Regions from separate parts of the Sus scrofa genome. Here region 2 is linked to region 1. Evidence: chromatin contacts called from public Hi-C data. All regions are on one chromosome and are shown on one strand. Each heading gives the region's core, a stretch centred on a gene start, on an enhancer-like site or on the middle of the called end of the contact. The rest is flanking DNA. Distances are from core to core; before and after follow the strand shown. Region 1 has its middle 510 kb from the start of DPH6. Region 2 has its middle 210 kb from the start of DPH6.

What was found. A called contact is a pair of places that touch in the nucleus more often than the background predicts.
Region 2: a contact with region 1 is called in a Hi-C map of heart right ventricle, with 4 times the contacts expected there. The contact joins two enhancer-like sites. A contact is called at or near these places in 2 of 47 Hi-C or Micro-C datasets (embryonic fibroblasts and heart right ventricle).

Annotation. Positions count from the first base shown.
Region 1 is chr1:135,064,004-135,070,490 of Sscrofa11.1, reverse strand. No RefSeq gene overlaps it. Among named protein-coding and RNA genes, the nearest start is that of DPH6, 510 kb to the left of the region's middle. Within about 2 kb of position 3,865, at least 3 of the 83 cell types and tissues checked have an H3K27ac peak or open chromatin away from gene starts, as enhancers often do.
Region 2 is chr1:135,362,437-135,368,561 of Sscrofa11.1, reverse strand. No RefSeq gene overlaps it. Among named protein-coding and RNA genes, the nearest start is that of DPH6, 210 kb to the left of the region's middle. Within about 2 kb of position 4,126, at least 8 of the 83 cell types and tissues checked have an H3K27ac peak or open chromatin away from gene starts, as enhancers often do.

The DNA of each region.
Region 1 (6,487 bases), core at 2,616-5,115:
GAAACAAATCTGACTAGGAACTGTGAGGTTGCAGGTTCGATCCCTGGCCTCGCTCAGTGGGTTAAGGATCCAGCATTGCCGGGAGCTGTGGTGTAGGTTGCAGACATGGCTTTGATCTGGCATTCTGTGGCTCTGGCATAGGTTGGCAGCTGTAGCTCCTATTAGACCCCTGGCCTGGGAATCTCCATATGCCATGGCTGCGACCCTGCAAAGACAAAAAAACAATAAATAAATAAATAACTATATTAGCAAAGACTGCTGAAAGTAAGTCTCAATATATGGATCTAAGAACAGATTAAACACAGCAGAAGTCAAGATCAGTGTCTTGGTACATGGATGGATAAAAAATATCCAAACTAAAGCCCGAAGAGAAATTATAATGGAGAAATTAAAGAACATAAGATACACATAGGAACATTGAAAAATAAAGAACATATTATAATTGGAGCCCCAAAAGGATAAGAGGGAATGAGGCATATACAGTATTTGAGGAAACGGTACTTGGGACGTTTTAAAATAATTTTTAGTAACTATTAACAGCCTATTTATGTGCAAAAAAGTAATATAACACATAGCAGAAGATTAATTCTAACCATTCTAGAATGGTAAACAGCATTATAACTCCATAGGCCAAAGCCTCCTTCCAAAAGTCCCTTCTTTCTCATGTGAGAACTTTTTCATCAGGTAACCTCTGCCTGGGTGACAATCTATGGCAACCTATGTTCAGCATTACCTATCTCTTTACCCATAGGTATAAAGGATGTATCTGGTGGTCAGGTTTTAGAATCCAAAGTCACATGTGTGAGTTAAAGCACAGCTTCTGAAGGCCCTTGTTAAAAAGGCAACAAGAAAAAAAGTTAGTCTTTTCACATCTAAAACCATCAAGATTAATTTGCCAGGTATATTCTTTTATGTGGCTAGATTCATTCTCCACTCTTTTCCACTCTGCTCTGTGACCTAGAGTGTCCAAGGATTGCAGCTACAGGCTCCTACAATAAAAGTCCTCCACAGCATGGCACCACCAGAACTAGCCTTCCTTCCCACAATGCTTCTAACATGGTCTGCATTATGGAAGATCCAGCCTTTTCACTTTTCATTCTGTGTGTATGCCAGCCTTAGCTCTATCTACTCCTAAAACCCATTATATTTCAAAAATTTATATCAACCACCACCTTTTTCATAAAGTCTTATCTTATTGCCCAAATGAAAATTTTCCCTTCTACATTCTCCTTGAGGATGGTAAGGTATGGTAGGTCATAAAAACATAATTTCTGGAATCACATAGAACTTAATTTGAACCATGGCACTACCATTTGTAAACTGTACAACTATGTTAAGTGCCACATTAGCCAAAGCTTGGGGTTCCCAGGAGGAGTCAAAGGTCAAAGGAAAGTTTCCTTGAAGGAGTGCTATTTAAACTGACAATTATAGATAAAACGGAGCTGTCAAGCAAAAAAGGGAAAGATGGAGGGGCTATTTATTCATAAGTCAATACCTCTAGTAAGTGTTTAAGGTGTGATTATTACATAGAAAGAGAGCAAGTGATAACAGTAACCTAGTGAAGGATATGGATATATCCAAGAAACCATGCTAGCTTTCAAGAAGATTTGATCTGATAGAGGAGGAAAACATGTATTTAATTTTCTGGGGTTCTAGAAGGCATGTGATATATATCATCTAAGTGGCTTAGACAGTGTATTATAAGAACTCAACAACAGGAAGGCCTCCTTTGTGCCTTGGGCAACTGAGAAAATCATGATGAAAGTGATGCCCTTTGAGCTGGGTTTTAGAATAAGAGAATAACTCAATTGTGTAGTAATTTAAGAAGATTGGATTGTTGAGAAGATGAATAGAAAAGAACAACAACAACAAAAAAAAAAAAACAGGAAATTTTTTAATACTAATGAGATGTTGAAACTGAGCTCATCTCAATTCCTATAACCAGAATTTGGAATGACTTAGAAACACTGTGGAATTTAGGGCTGTTAGAACAGAACATCCTCATCATGGTGTAGGAAAAAGAAAATTAATGTGCTGATTTTTTTTCTACCTTCTACCCATGTACCACCCCATTCTGTATCCTGTGGCCTTCTCGATGCCCCAGTTGGCTGACCCCAATGGACTGCATCAGTCACTAGGCTCTCTGGCTTCTGGCTGAGATCAGCCAATGGGAAATATCAGCATGAGAAAACATCTGGGGTATTTCTTCCTGCTCCCTGCCTGCTTTGGCATCACACCTCTAGTGACTGCCATCTCCCTCGATGACTCCAGCTCTCTCTGAGCTCCAATAATACTGTTTTCCCATTTGCTACTTCAGCCATAGGGGTGTTACTGGTTTCTTCTGTTGCTGGCTTCCTCACCATTCTTCCTTTGTTCGTTTGACCCTGTCTTCACCTCCATAAAGTGCTTTCATAAGAATCTCTTCATTTGAATAATTTAGGGAATATTCTGTTGTGTACTAAAAACCAAACTCATGCAATGAAATACTAATGGGTAAACCAGAGATTTATAGAAACTAAGCCAAATTATTATTTGATAAGTATTTACTTATTTTTAAACATAGCAATAATTTTTGAGGACAAAAACCTTAGCGGTTGTCTTCATCAACTCTTCTTTTTAATTCTACGGACTACACCTGGAAATGGAGGAGACTTGGTATAAAGGACAGACATGAACAAGTGTGTGGGAAGAGGAAGTGATGGGCATCAAAGCAAACTCGTGCCCATTTCATATTTCCCTTCAGTGCTAGTTTTGGTCTTGATCTGGAGTTACTGATTTTAGAAGACACTGAGGGAGAAAATTAGGAAAATTAGAAAATAACTACCTGATACTCTGTGGATGCTGTGCTAGGTAATGCACAAAAGCAGATGATTCTATTCGATGAAGCAACACATACTCCCTTACATGTCTGTTTTATGCAATTTCTAGGATTCATATTTTCTGTGCTGTTAATCACTTAGCATTAGGTAACTCAGAAGCTCCATAACTTTTCCAAAGAGACCTATTTTAGATTGTTATATAACCTTGTCATGAGTTTGATGCTTGTGGCAGCATGAGGACCTGGTGGCAGTTTTTTCTATTTGCATTTATCTACATCCTTCACTCTGTGACAACTTCCTGAACTTGGGAAACCTCTCTAGTGACTCAGACTATGATTAGCAAAAGGCCCAGGGTCTGGGTTCTGGTCCTGCCACTGAGAAAGGTCACTTCAATCAGAGACCATCTGAGAAGCCTAGACTCTCCTGACAGTAGTAGTGCAGACCCCCAAGAAATACTGGAATAAGACTCTACCTTCTGGAATCTTCTGCATATAGTGTAAATCCCTGCTCAAGATTTCTCTGATAAAACCTGAAGCTCTGAGGGTACCTCAGGCTCAAGAAACCTCTCAGGCTGTCTCTGGACTCAGACTGTCGCCCTGGAAGCAAAAGTTGTCCTTAGGTGACTGAATAAAATGTACTCATGCATCCTCTTATCCCTGCTTTGCTTCAAAGTGGGACTGGACAAGCTGTCCTTGCTTCAATCTCTCTGGTGGCTCTAGTGTGTGTATTTCTTTCCCCGTAATCAGCCAGATTTTGATCAAATCTGAAAACCCTACATAATGTATGCCAAGCACATTTGGATTCATTTGCATATAAATCATCACAGATGACGCTTTATAAAGATTTCTAAGATGCCTCTTAATAAGCATTTTCAAACCTCTTTTATTTTTCTGTAAACACTCTCTTTAATCTCAAGCTCTGGAAGGTTTGAATTTGGTTCGAAATGGCAAACCCAGGAATTTTGAGCAGATTCTGACAGGCCTGAGTTCTCCCAGTCCTACTTTTCATCCATCAGCAATTGACTCAGAATCCCTCGGCCAGACGGATGAAGAGTCCCAGCTGTCAACTCACGTCTCCCACTGGTACTTTATACTCATTGGCTTTAAAAACAAGAGTGTTTTCATGTTTTAAATGCTCATTTACAAACTGTTTCTAATCTCTTGAGTCTCCGCAATGTTCCCACTGAGGGCTCCATGCTCCCAGGGGAATTTTCCCTGGTTTAGGAATAAATGGGAAGAAGGAGGGGTGGGAAGAACAAGCCTCTTCTGATAAGCTGTCCCAGATGACAAGCCCTTCCCCTCAGACCCATCCGCTTAGATCAGTGAACATTTCACAGGCTTAATGGTTATCTTCAAGAGAAGACCAGGCCCTTACGTAACCAAACATACAAAGAGGTATGCAACATAAAAAATGTTTCCCACAGATTTCAAGTAGGAAAAAATGTGAGTTTCCTATCTTATGCAACCCCAGAGAAATACCCTTCTCTCATTCAACTGTTCTTTAAACCACTCATTCATCTTATTGTTTCCTTACAATTAAAAAAAAAAATTCCGCCAACTCAGGCAGTGTCATTTCTCCTGTATAGTTTTCTGTATGTGTATATCCCATACATATAAACCCAGAAAAACAAATGTGCAATTTGGAAATTTGCTCTTTAGTGACATTTATTTTAGGACCTTCTGTGAATATTTGAATTCAAACAAATATGAAATTTCAGTTTTTGTAGGATCACTGTTACATGGACCTTCTATGATATATATTGTCAAGCTCTTTGGCACGTGGTCCACAAATATATATTGAATGAATAGATGCAACAATTAAAACATATCATTTTCTGATTTTAAAGTACATTTTAAATACTAGCAGAAGCGTGTTCTGTTTAGGTCTCTGAACAGGCTATAATAAGAGTAATAATAATCATTATATCTGTAAAATAAATATAAATTATTAATCATTAATAATTATTATGTAACTATTACTTTATGATCCACAAAGTTCTTACATGTACAGTCTGTTTTTACATGTGGTTTCATTTTTCACTTGAGATATTGTTTCAATTTGTTTGCAAGCTATATTAGTCTTAATGTTAAAGTCATCTCTTATTACCACGTCCATTTTGTTATTGTGGAATTATTTTTCCTCCCACCTCTGCTTCCAAAATGTAGAAGAAAGTTGACTCAGTTCATTAATTTACTACACTTTCTGGTATATGATAACATTCATATGAAATGTCTTCTCTCTTTTCAGCTGTAGTATATTGGTTAGAATACAGATCACGATGCTGTAAATATACTCAACAATAGAGTGGAACAGGGAGTTAGGAGCCTATTTTCCTCTCACATTAAGTTTGGAGATGAGCAGTCCAGAGCTGGAGGGTTCCCTGTCTCCATAGGAAATGTAGTGCTCAGGCTGCTGGATTCACTCTGCCATGGACAGGATGTGGCTTCCATCTCTGGCCCTAGGTAGCTGTTCCATCTCTTGACATTTTCCAGCCAAGAGAAACAGAGAAATGTACCTGGGATAGTGTTCAAAGTCAAAACTTCAAAGGCCACTTCTTTTTTTTAATGTAATTTTTATTTTATATTGGAATATAGTTGATTTGCAATGTTGTGTTAGTTTCAAGTGTTCAGCAAAGTGATTAAGTTTTATATATATATATATATTTATATATATATATATATCTCCATTCTTCATCAGATTCTTTTCCCATATAGTTATTACAGAATATTGAGTAGAGTTCCCCTGTGATAAAGTAGGTTCTTGTTGACTATCTGTTTTTTATATAGTCATATGTTTATGTTAATTCCAAGCTCTTAACTTATCCCTTCCCTCCACTTTTCCCCTTTGGTAATCATAAGTTTGTTTTTGAAGTCCATGTGTCTGTTTTTGTTTTGAAAATGAGTTTGCTTTTATCATTTTTTAGTTTTCCACATATAAGTAATACCATATGATATTTGCCTTTCTCTGTATGACTTACTTCACTTAATATGATAATCTCTAGTCCCATCCATGTTGCTGCAAATGGCATTATTTCATTCTCTTTTTAATGGCTGAGTAATATTCCATTGTACATATGGACCATATTGTTTATTCATTCTGTTGTCAATGGACTTTTAGGTTGCTTCCATGTATTGGCTCCCATAAGCAGTGAGGCAATGAATGTTGGGTGCATGCATCTTTTTGAGTTACGGTTTTCCCTGATGTATGCCCAAGAGTGAGATTGCTGGATCATATGGTAGTTCTAATTTAGTCTTTTAGGGAAACTCCATACTGTTCTCCATAGTAGTTGTAACAGTTTACATTCCCACCAACAGTGTAGGAGCGTTCCCTTTTCTCCATACCCTCTCCTGCATTTATTGTCTCTAGACTTTTTGATAATGGACATTCTGACAAGGGTGAGGTGATATCCCATTGTAGTTTTGATTTGCATTTCTCTAATAATGAGTGATGTTGAACATCTTTTCTTGCGCTTTTTGGCCATCCATTAAGGTTTTATATATATAGTATCATGTTATCATCATGTAAGGACAGTTTTACCTCTTCTCTTCCAATTTGGATACCTTTTCTTTCTCTTGAATGATTGCTGTGTCCAGGACTTGCAATATTATGTTGAATAGAAGTGGTAAATGTGGGTATCCTTGTCTTGCTCCAGATTTTAGCAGGAATTC
Region 2 (6,125 bases), core at 2,877-5,376, 300 kb before region 1:
GAATAGTGGTGCTTTGAACATGGAGGTGCATGTAACTTTTTGAATTATGGTTTTGTCCAGATATATGCCCAGGAGTGGGATTGTAGGATCATATGGTAATTCTATTTTTAGTTTTCTGAGGAATCTCTAGACTGTTTTCTGTGGTGGTTGTACCAATTTGAATAATTCTTAATCTCTTACTTTCATTCTTCTACCAGCAAGTGAAATTAGTCACAAACATACCCATCTCTCATCTACCCCTAATACCGTCATCCTGGCCAAGCAAAAATCATCTCTCTCTTGGATTTCTGAATTGACTTCCTAATCCATTCTCATGCTTGTCTCCAGTCTATTCTATACATGGAATAGCCAGCATGATTTTTGTCCCCCCTGCTTGGAATTTCCCAAAAGTTTCTCATTGATTTTGGAATGAAAATCTTAACTCCTTATTGCAGTCAAAAGATCCATGGACGATTTGAGCTCTGCATACTTTTCCACCCCTTTCAATTTAATTGAGTGTCTGATATCTGCTAGGTATTATTCTAAGTGATAGAGATACAGCTTCTTAGATAGACAAGATTGCACCTCAAAAAAAAAAAATATGTACCAGGAGATGAAAACATACCATAAACAGCAAGTCGCAAAGAATAAATATGATGTTCGAGAATGATCAGGTCTCTTTTTGGGTTGACACATGTAGGAAGTCCTCATCTAAAAGGTGGCATTTAAGTGAAAATCTGAAAGACAAAATGGAACATATTATACAGATACCAGAAGAAAGAGCAAAGGAACGATATTGGAGGGTTTTATGTAGGCTAGGTATGTGAACTATTTTACATTTTTAAAAGATGACTCTGGCTACTGTGAGGAGAATGGAATTGAAGGAAGCCAGGAAGAAGCAGGTATCCCAGTTAGGAAGCTATAGCAGTGGTCCAGCCAAGAGATAATTGTAAGTTGAACTGGGATGGTGAATGGACAAGGAGTGATGACTCAGAATAATGTGTCCAAGCTAACAGGACTAGTTGAGTGAATGGGTGTGAGGGCCAAAAGGAATTCAGTGCAACTCCTATCTTTTCATCTCGGACAATGGATGGAGGCAATATAACAGAGATAGACAGAAGGGGGTGGTTATGAAAACAAAGATCCTTCCTTTTGGACCCCTGGACTTACCACACACGTGTTCCTGGTACACACACACACTTAAGTTTCTTCTAAAAATATTTTGTTTGATTTCTCACTACTATAAAAACTCGAGGGCTTAGACAGATATCTTGACTTTGCTCATCACTGAATTCACACCACTTAGTAGACAATGGTACACACTAGGTATCTAATAAATTTACCCTTTGAATGATTGCATCATATAAATCATTTTTCCTGTTTATTAGTTCATATGAGTATTCATAAATTGTCTGATTTCAGTAGAATAGACTCATCAAAATTTATGTGTCTTTCTTGGTTTATACATGGATAGAAAGTTTTAATGGATTATCAGTTTCTTCAGGAGATAGGCTACCCTTTGCCCATCTTTGAACACCCAGTGCCTAGCTCAGGGTGCATGGAAAAGGCATTTTACTTTTCTCTGTAAGCCTCTGTTTCATAATCTATAAGACAGATATAAACACCACCCCTACTTTAAAGAGTTGCTGTGAAAATTATGGAGTTCCCTGTTGGCTCAGTGGGTTAAGGATCTGGCATTGTCACTGCTGTGGCTCAAGTTCAATCCCTGGCTCTGGAGTTTCTACATGCCGCAGGCACAGCCAAAAAAAAAAACAAAAAACAAAAAACAAAAAAGGAAATGAGATAGTCTAATCTATAAATATAAAGCACATGGCACAGTTTTGAGTATATTGAACTGAACATAATGATTGTTATTGTTATTATTATTATTTGCCTTTTTAGGGCCACACCACAGCATATGGAAGTTACCAAGCTAGAGGTCAAATCAGAGCTGTAGCTGCTGGCCTGCACCACAGCCACAGCAATGCAGGATCCCAGCTGTGTCTGCAATGTACACCACAGCTAATGGCAAAGCTGAATCCTTAAACCTACTGAGTGAGGCGAGGGATCGAACCTATGTACTCATGGATGCTAGTCAGATTCGTTTCCACTGAACTATGATGGGAACTCCATTATTGTTATATTAATATTCATTGCTGAAAGAATAGGAAGTTTGTCAAATCCAGGTACCTTAGAGAAGACCAAGCATGCCACTATCCATTCTTATTATTCATAAATAGATAATTGTTAGGTTAATATTAAAAATCGGTATTCCAACCAATATTTTACAGTAGTATGCTCTTCCAAGGTAATCTTTAGAACTGGTGTTTAAGTGAATTATCTTAATGATTCTTTCTATGATTTGAACAGATTTAATTAAAGGACAACCTTCTTAAGGTTTATTCTTAAAAAGGATTTTGGTGTATTATTAGGCTTTTAGCAATTCTAATGTAAAAAGAGAAAAAATTTTGACTCCTCAGGTATGCGCATGCAATGGCAAGCTATACCTAACAAGTAAATTAAAAATACCATTGAACATTAGATAAATATCTTTTTATTTTTTATAAGAAAAACACATCAAACTTCCATATAGCAGGTTGCTATTGTGAAGTACTTGATTTTCCTTAGTAAACATTTATTGTTTGATGATGCTCTGTCACCATGAGGTAAAGCATCAATATGCTTAAGGACCTAGCATTGTGAAAACACATATTTTTAATATCTAAAAGGTTTGTGCAATTATAAACAAGACAGTGCACCCAATATTGAATCATGCTTCATGAGAAAAAAGATGCTCAATTTACTTGACCTACTTTCATCTTCATGTTTAGGAAACAGGGTCTAAGAAGTAAACAAAGTAGTTGTGTCTCATGTAGGAGATGATTATTGTTTGAATTTATGATTCATGCCTTGAGCAAAATTTTGTTTGTGGCCTCATTTGCAACCATAATTTACAACTTTACCAGGGATATGCTGTGTATTTGGGAGGTAATATATCAGACTTGCTTTGTACTGGAACAGTTTTCTAGCTCTGGGTATAGTATTTTCTGTGTTTCTGTTAGCTATAAAATTTCTAGGCATAACATTTATTGTAGCAAATATGGAAATTTTTAAAAATTGTATTCCCCTTAGGAATGTCTTATTGTATTTATATTCTTATTATAGCTAAATCCAACTAGTGTTTAAAGAAGTTGTTAATCCTGCAAATATCTGGTTGCAAAAGAAGAATCAACCTTTTCAGATTTTGTGAAAATAAGGATTGGCTTATTTTTGCATCTTGTGTACCTCTCATCTAAGAAACTAATAAACAAAATATGATTCAAACAGTTTGTGTGTGCCCTTCAAATCTAGATATTTTGTTTCCTATTGCAGAAAATAGAGATTCCTCCAAGTTTTTTCCCTCATCAAGCTTTTAGGAGAGTTTTTCTTGACATAAAGGTGAGTAGACTGAGAATATGGTGAATGTTATTGGTAGGCTCAGCAGGGTAAAGAGAAGTAGGATAATACCTTTAGTCAGGATTCTGGGACTTCAAAACAGAATTAAATGTAGGCTCAAGAATCATTTCAGCACTATTACATACTTCTTTTCTTTCCCCAGTAATTATTCATTCAGCTTTTATAACTAACCACAGTGATTTTCTTAGAACAAAGGAGAGCATGGCAACAATAGCTTTAAAAATGACGAAGTTTAAATGCCCAAGGTCAGAGTGTAACATTTTGATTTCCATAAGTATTTCAAATGCTACAGGCTTTATGTAATAATTTTAATGTGAAAAATATGCAGGCCACGCTTCAGTGCTCTTTGCATATACTGCAAAGAGGGAAAAAAACCTTAAAAATTGCTTAGCTTTAATTGAGCAAAAGGATTCACATGTGATCTGAACTTGTGGCTCATAATTCCTCTAGACAGCCTCGGTTGCCGTGTGATGATCCTAATTAAATTATGTAACGGCACTGAACTATCTAAGCCAGAGGGCCTGTGCTTTTATATCACCTGGCTATTTAACTCTTTGCGGGATTCTGAGCTTGGGGCTCTGGTCTTCTACGGGGATTTTCTGTGTTTTTCATTGTTAAGGGTCGAAAAACACAGTATTGATGGGATCCGCTTTGAAAGTTTTTGCCTGTAGGTGGCAGCATTGTAAGGTTTTGGAAGATGAGCTCTGTCTTTGCCTGTGAAGCCTTTCCCCGAGCCTCAATAACCGCACCCCTCAGCCCCACCCCCACCTCATCAGCCAAGCTAACATCGTTACACACTCATGTCAGGTAAAACTAAAATGGAGAGAAATGCCATAGCCAAAAAATTATGCTTTGTTCACGTTGGTCTGTATTTCATTATATCTCTGATAATATGGTACGTTTGTAATTCTGACCTGAGATTCAGCTAAAGGAGGCTTCTCTGTAGTACAACGTTAACCCGTTGCAAACCATACACATTCAAGATAGGCATTTTACCAAAGATAGGAAGGGAAATTACATTTTGGGTGAATAATTAAGTATGCCTGTCTTAATCACTTGGAAACAAGTCAGAAAGTTTCAAAAATGCATATGAAAACCACCTCATGAGATTCCCACAGCAACCTTAAGCGTTCTGGCAAAGGTTGCTCTTTCTTTCATCCTTTTCTCTGTGCTTGGCCACCTGTTTCAGTCTAGTTAAGTTCCAAAATTACTTTTGCGATTTGGCGAGAGTAGAGAAGAAACAGAGATTTACCAAATTTGATATATCTGATTTGAAAGTCATGATTCATGTGTCTTTTAATAATGTATTGCTTTATGCAATACTAATATTGTTTGAGTATATAAATCAAAGCATGATAAATAATAAATGCAAATATACAGATACTAGCAGAGATTTCATCGACTGTAATGTTTTTTTTATAAAACCCACAGAGACCTTGCAGTTTTATCTTGTGCATGTCTCCTATATGAAAGTTATACTTGAAAAACTTCTCTAGGTGATTATGGAAACAGTGTAGTATAAGGACATTGGTATCAGACCTTGTATGAAGTCTTTTGTTAATGGAATCCTTAGAGAAATCGTTTCTGAGGTCAAGATTGACAAAATTGTTTAAGTATTATTGAAAATATAAAACAAAATTGTTTCCTCAATAAATATAATTAGCTGTATATACTGCAGTTTCAAGAGCAAGCACTGATACTGGGACCAGCTCTTTAAATAAAATAGGACCTCTGTGGTCTCTGGAGGGAACATGCATAAAGCAAAGTAAATGATTTTCTGTCAACACTAAGTAGACAGGTGCTTACATTGAACAGCATTCTAATATGTCTCTGAATATTTATGTCTTCTTTTTCAAATGCATTGCCCATGAATGTCACAGCTGTCAAACGTCTGTACACAAGAAGATAAAAAATGAAATTAATAAAAGGCAGATCAACATTGCATTTGTTTGGAACACTTTTCTTCCCTGCTTCTTTCCCTTTCCTATCTTTCTTTTCTTTTTTTCTTTAAAAAAAAAAAAACTCACCTGTTTTTTAGGATTTGGGCACATCTGCATTTTCTAAAAGGCCAAAGGAAATATGAGTTGACTAGTTGTATTTCGAGCTAGCACCAGGGCCTGTCTCAGCATTTAAACACCAAAATAATCAATGGAATTAATGACCAAGAGAACCAGGGTCTGAGGATTTTTCTAGCCATTTCCGCTGTCCATGTGCTTGGTTTGTGTGGGTGCCACAAACGAGATTCTGACAGGTTGTCACTGCCCCAACCTGAAACTCAAGTTTGTGAGGTGAGAGGCTCTTAAATCTTTCTGCTTCTCTAGCCCAGAGTTTTAGCTCCACAGTTAGTGCCAAAACAAGCCATCATGTACCCTCAGAATTATAGAGGAACTCGGTTTTCAGAGCAGAGATGACTAAATAAAGTTGGTGGTGGATCAAAGCAATGGAAAAAGGGCCATTTAGTCGTCAGATCCCTGCCTTTCGGCTTCTCGTGGTTACTGAAAGGGCCATGTGCATGAAGAGTGTACGTTGGGAGTTGGGATGAACTCAGCAGTCATTTGACAAGCTTTATTTATTACAATGCAGCAAATTTTGATGCATCTGGTTATTATTATTACTAACTAATCCTCAGCAAAAAAATATCCTCCCCCAGCTATTTCTGTATCCACCCTGAATTGTCTGAACAAACCATT